Regions from separate parts of the Zea mays genome. Here region 1 is linked to region 2. Evidence: chromatin contacts called from public Hi-C data. All regions are on one chromosome and are shown on one strand. The core of a region is the stretch at or near the end of the contact, and the rest is flanking DNA. Distances in the headings are between cores, read along the strand shown.

Region 1 (2,700 bases), core at 80-2,579, 560 kb after region 2:
CAAAATCAAGCTTTCTTAGTTTTGATTATGTTTACAAACAAAATAATACCATATATTATGTCTTTTAGTGGATTTGATATGAAAATATATTTTACATTTAAAAAAACAGGATTGGCATTTTGTTCAGCAAAACTGGACTACTATTGTAGGATGTGTCGAGAGGACACCGACGACTAGTGCCCGGTGGCGGAGCTCCGTAAAATTAACGTCACAGGTCACTCTACAAATATAATGATGTACTACTCCGTCTTTTCATTTTCACAATTTAGTTCAAAAATGAACTAGGAGACGATAACTATTTAAGAACAGGGTAGTAACATTTAAATCAATCCAGTGGAACTATGACAGGTAGGGAATGTGGATCGAACATTTGGGAACAATTACTTACAATAGGGGAGAATCACGGGTACATTGTAGCAGACAGTCACTGTCCATTGGCCAGGAGGCACTCCGCCCTTGCCTATGAATAAGAAAAAAGGGAATCAGATTGAGGAAGTTGTATAGCTTGGGAGAAGATGTAATGGTAGGGGCAGATTTGTATGGGCGGTGGCGTGATGCCAGTGCAGGTCGCGCGCGCGTCGCTGCTGCAGGGTCGCAGGGAGGCTGGAGGCGGACTGGCGGAGGCAGATGTCGGACTAGCGGTGGCAGATGCCTAAGTCAGAGCCCGCCCGGTCGCCTCGAAGGTTGCTGCCTTATGCCATTGCCGGATCTGTGGATCCCAAAGGCGTGGAGAATGATAGAGGACTAGAGGGAGGCGGTCATGCCGCTAGCAATATAGGAAGCGCAACCACGCAGATTTGCGAAATAATTGAAAGAGTGTGTTCTCGTGACTCGAGCGATAGAGGGAGGTCGCTAGCGCTAGGCTCAATCGCTGCAAGCAGGATGTCTTTTAGACTACATTTTTGGACTGAAATTTATTTTAAACAAGATTTTTTGGCTGAAGAGAACTTTTAGGCTGCGCCCTGGGTCACGGGGCCAGGAGGCCCGGGCCCAAATCCGCCCCCACTTAGCGAGCGTACGTGACATGGCACTAGAGGTGTATACTATTGTAGCAGAAACGAAGAAACGTAGGGCTGCAAAGTGGACACCATCTAGGCGTATACCTGTCCTGTCCAGAGTCCTGAGTCCGGACTCCAGACAGACCATCCAAACTGCAGAAACCATACGAAACCGTCAAACTGTAGCAGTAGCGGCCCGGGAGAGGCCAGGCACGACCGGGGCCCAACGAACCATGGTAGGCCCAGCCTGTCAACGATTCCGCTGAGTTCAAGGGTAGCGGCGGCGAAGCTATATGAGAGCGCCCGGCCCCAAATCAAATCCCCAAACCCCCGTCCTCCTCGCCGCTCCGCCGCGCGGTTGAGCGCCGACGAGCGAGCCCACCGCTGCCTCGTCCGCCCTATGGATATGGATGTCCGCCGCAGGGTTCCACCGCCGCACGGGAGCGTCCCTAGGCGCCAGCAGGCGACCGGGGCCGAGGGGGAGCGGGTGCGTGTGCAGGCGGGTGATGCGCTACCGCTGCCGATCCGGCACACGAACCTCATCTTCTCGGCGCTGTTCGCCGCGTCGCTGGTGTACCTGATGCGTCGGTGGCGGGGGAAGATCCGCGCCTCCACGCCGCTCCACGTGGTCTCCCCCGCCGAGATCTTCGCCATCTGCGGCCTCGTCGCGTCGCTCATCTACCTCCTCAGCTTCTTCGGGATCGCCTTCGTGCAGTCCGTCGTCTCCAGCAGCGACGACGACGAGGACTTCATCGTCGACTCCCGCCACGCGCGGGCGCGGGCGCCGCCGACGCCTGCGCAGACCCCGTGTGCGCTGCTGGGGAGCCCCGCCGCCGCGACGGAGAAAATGCCGGAGGAGGACGAGGAGATCGTGGCCGCGGTTGTGGCAGGGAAGATCCCGTCCTACGTGCTGGAGTCTAGGCTGGGAGATTGCCGCCGGGCCGCCGGGATCAGGAGGGAGGCGCTGCGCCGGATCACCGGAAGGGATATGGACGGGCTCCCGCTCGACGGGTTCGACTACGCGTCCATCCTGGGCCAATGCTGCGAGCTGCCGGTCGGGTACGTGCAGCTTCCCGTGGGCGTCGCCGGACCGCTCCTGCTCGACGGGCGCCGCCTCTACGTACCGATGGCCACCACCGAGGGCTGCCTCGTCGCCAGCACGAACCGCGGATGCAAGGCCATTGCCGAGTCCGGTGGTGCCTCCAGCGTCGTTTTCAGGGACGGGATGACGCGAGCCCCGGTCGTCCGGTTCCCGTCTGCACGCCGCGCCGCTGAGCTCAAGGCCTTCTTGGAGGACCCAGCGAACTTTGACACCCTGGCCGTGGTGTTTAACAGGTAAGAACGCTAGATTCCAAATCAACGTCACGTTGTCCCTTTCGACCCATGCTCCACGCGCTCAACGATTACCATTAGGCTAGCGCGTCTCTTGGGCTTGACGACACGTCTATGTGCATCCATCTCCATCAAAGCAGTAGCAGTTGTCATCAGTCACTTTTTTTAATCCATAAATTGCCTGTACGGTTGCCCACTTTTTGAACTTGAGGGTTGATGGTGGGATTATGTGATGACCGACCTGGTTTGGGAAATATTTGTGCAGATCGAGCAGATTTGGAAGGCTGCAGGGAGTGAAGTGTGCGATTGCAGGAAGGAACTTGTACATGAGGTTCAGCTGCAGCACAGGGGATGCCATGGGGATGAACAT
Region 2 (2,700 bases), core at 88-2,587:
TGGTGCACTGTACTAGCCAATAGCCATTCACATAGGCTACCAGCACAGTAGGATAAGGAAAAAAAAAGAAGATGAATGTAGGCTTCCTATAGTAGTATATACTGGATGTGGTGCTGAGACAAGATACTGTGAATGCTCACATCTATGTCCCTTACTATTCTGGTCAGATTCCACTTGCCCAAAATTTACATCAACTTTAGGGATGTTCCTAAAACATCCGAATTGTATCACAAATCTAATATTTTAGCATAGATATACATATAATTTAAAGCTAATTTTTGGCAATGTTATGAAGAATATTATGAAGTATTTAAATAAATTTTTGTATACATTTTTATGTACATTATTTTCTCCCTACAACAAAAAAGGTGAAAAAACATCCGAATCCGTATTCGGATAGACATCCGAATTTTATATCAATTATTTAAAAATATCTAGAATGAATTTAATGTTTATTTTTTGTGAAGATTAATAGCCTCAATGCTAAAAACAAGAATATAAATTTACATAGCAAATTCTATATGTTATTTGTTCACAATCGAAGAAAGAAGATCAAAAAATTGACATCCGAATAAATATCCGGATCCATCCCTAATCAACTTCGACGCCCACCCGGCCACCCCCAGACAAGACAATTGTGCACCAACGGTACTCTCCCAGGCAGCAGCATGCTTGCTAGCATCCCATGCGAGAACGAGATGAGCCAGCCAACTGCAGAGGTTGGCTTGGCTTCTGAATTGGAGTGTGTGTGTGGACATGTGGTGCATTCAGCTGCTGACGGTATCACGAGCGGAATATAGTAGTAGTAGCAGAGCTGAGCAGCAGCGCCTGGTACTGGACTACTGGGAGACGGGAACGGAAAGAGTGGTTCGGGATTTTGAACCTGCTGCACTGCTGGCAGAAGCGCTGCTCGATGCCGGCGACGAAGACGCGCGGCTCCTTGGAGTGCATGTAGCACACCTTGTGCCGGCAGTAGTACTGCTTGACGGCGCTCAGATCCACGCCGCACCCGTCCACCCGGCACCGCGGCGGCTGGGCGGCGCTCGCGGACGCCGCGGCGCCCTTCCCCTTCCTGCCGCCCGTCGCGCTCCCCCCGGCGGCGCCCGCGTCCTGCTCGAAGTAGATCTTCTGGCCGAACGTGAGCCCGTGGAAGTCGTCGCTCCCACCGCCGCCGCCGGTCGCCATTGCCACCCGCTTCCTTGCTTCCCCCCGACGCTATCGCTTCGCGTCTGTGGCGGCGTAGCCTCCTAGCCCGCCTTCCACTAACCTCCTCTCTGTCCAGTGGGAGTGGGAGGAGGCGCGAGAGGGCTTCAGCGAGGGAAGGGTAGGAGGAGGCAGTGAGGAAGGAGGCGACAACAGTGGTGGCGCCGCCCTTAAAATAACGCTTTGGCGTGTGTGTGGTGCAGTGCGCGCGCGTGTGCGCCTGTGTGTGCTGTGCTGCCGTCCCCACCTCCCACCACACGCACCTCCTCCGCTCGGCTCCCTCCCACTCCCAGTCGCAGCAGCCTGCTGCTAGCTCGGCCGCCACCACCGCACCCACACCACCAAGCTCCTCTTTTCTCGCGCCGCACACTACTGTTCCATGCGCCACCAACTGCTTGCTCTGTTTGTTGGTTTCCTTGCTGGCTGCGCCGGCCTGCGCGCCTTATATAGCGCGCGCGTGTGTGGTGGTGGAAAAGTCCGTCCGTCCACGGCCGGCCATACTATGGCCCGTTTGGATTGATGCCTAATTTGCCTCATTTTACCTAACTTTTCTGCCTAAGGTTAGTTATTCAATTCGAACGACTAACCTTAGGTAAAATGGGGCACAGTTAGCCACAAACCAAACATGCCGGGAGTGAGAGTAACGAGAAGGATTGAGGGCTAGTTTGAAAAATCGAATCCCCTTCAGGATTAAAGGACATTGAAGAGGAAATTAGTTCATTTTCACCTCAATCCTCTCTAATCTTGAAGAGGATTTGAGATTTCTAAAGTAGCCTAGCTAGAATTTCTCACTATTCAGTTTTAAATAGTAAGTGATTTTAGCCCTTCAATCCCGTTCATTCCACTTGCTTTCAAACAGGGCCTCATAGTGAACCAGTTTATAAGTGAAAGACAGAAAAAGAGAATTGTTGCTGGCTCTTTTAGAAAAGCCGCAGCTACCTCCGGCGATCCCATCAGGCCATCACACGCGCACAGACACAGCACCGAGGACTCTCAGGAACTGGGGATGATGGGTGGGCCAGTCGCCAAGTGTCGTCGATGCTGACGTGGTTGGTGGCGCGCAACAGTAGGCCGCCCGGCCCAGGCCTGGAACGTGAGCATCACCGGCAGCGGCCGGCAGGCCGCACTGTGGCACGCAGCGCTGTGCGCGCCACCATGGCTGACCGGAGAGCGAACAGAAAAACAGGCCAGCGGAGGCAGGCGCGCTCGTGCAGGTATGGCCATGGCCGGCGCCAGCAGCTGCCACTGGTAGCTTTGTACAGCGGCGTGGTGCACTATTGATGGCCGTGCGGCTGGTGGTGGCGGGTCCCGGAAGGACGTGAGCGGTGCCTCCTATTATTGAGGAGGTGAGAGGCTGCTGTGTCTCAACCGCCGTATATTTTGCACTGTTATTACAGGATGCGGTTGCAGTGGATCAGGGGGTTTCCATCCACAAAAAGACTATATAGTATGCACATAGAAGTTTAGTGCACATATTAAATCGTCATCACTTATTTT

What was found. Hi-C and Micro-C count contacts between places; a contact is called where the count stands out from the background.
Region 1: a Hi-C map of bundle sheath shows a contact between it and region 2, with 2.5 times the contacts expected there. The contact joins the promoter of LOC100191922 here to the promoter of sbp23 in region 2. A contact is called at or near these places in 2 of 25 Hi-C or Micro-C datasets (bundle sheath and tassel).

What each region holds. Positions count from the first base shown.
Region 1 is chr2:195,625,566-195,628,265 of Zm-B73-REFERENCE-NAM-5.0, forward strand. LOC100191922 (3-hydroxy-3-methylglutaryl-coenzyme A reductase 2) reads left to right here and starts at 1,330. Exons shown (of 4, transcript NM_001137346.1): 1 at 1,330-2,333; 2 at 2,596-2,700. The coding sequence starts at 1,399.
Region 2 is chr2:195,067,151-195,069,850 of Zm-B73-REFERENCE-NAM-5.0, forward strand. sbp23 (SBP-transcription factor 23) reads right to left here and starts at 1,338. Exons shown (of 3, transcript NM_001143473.1): 1 at 884-1,338. The coding sequence starts at 1,185.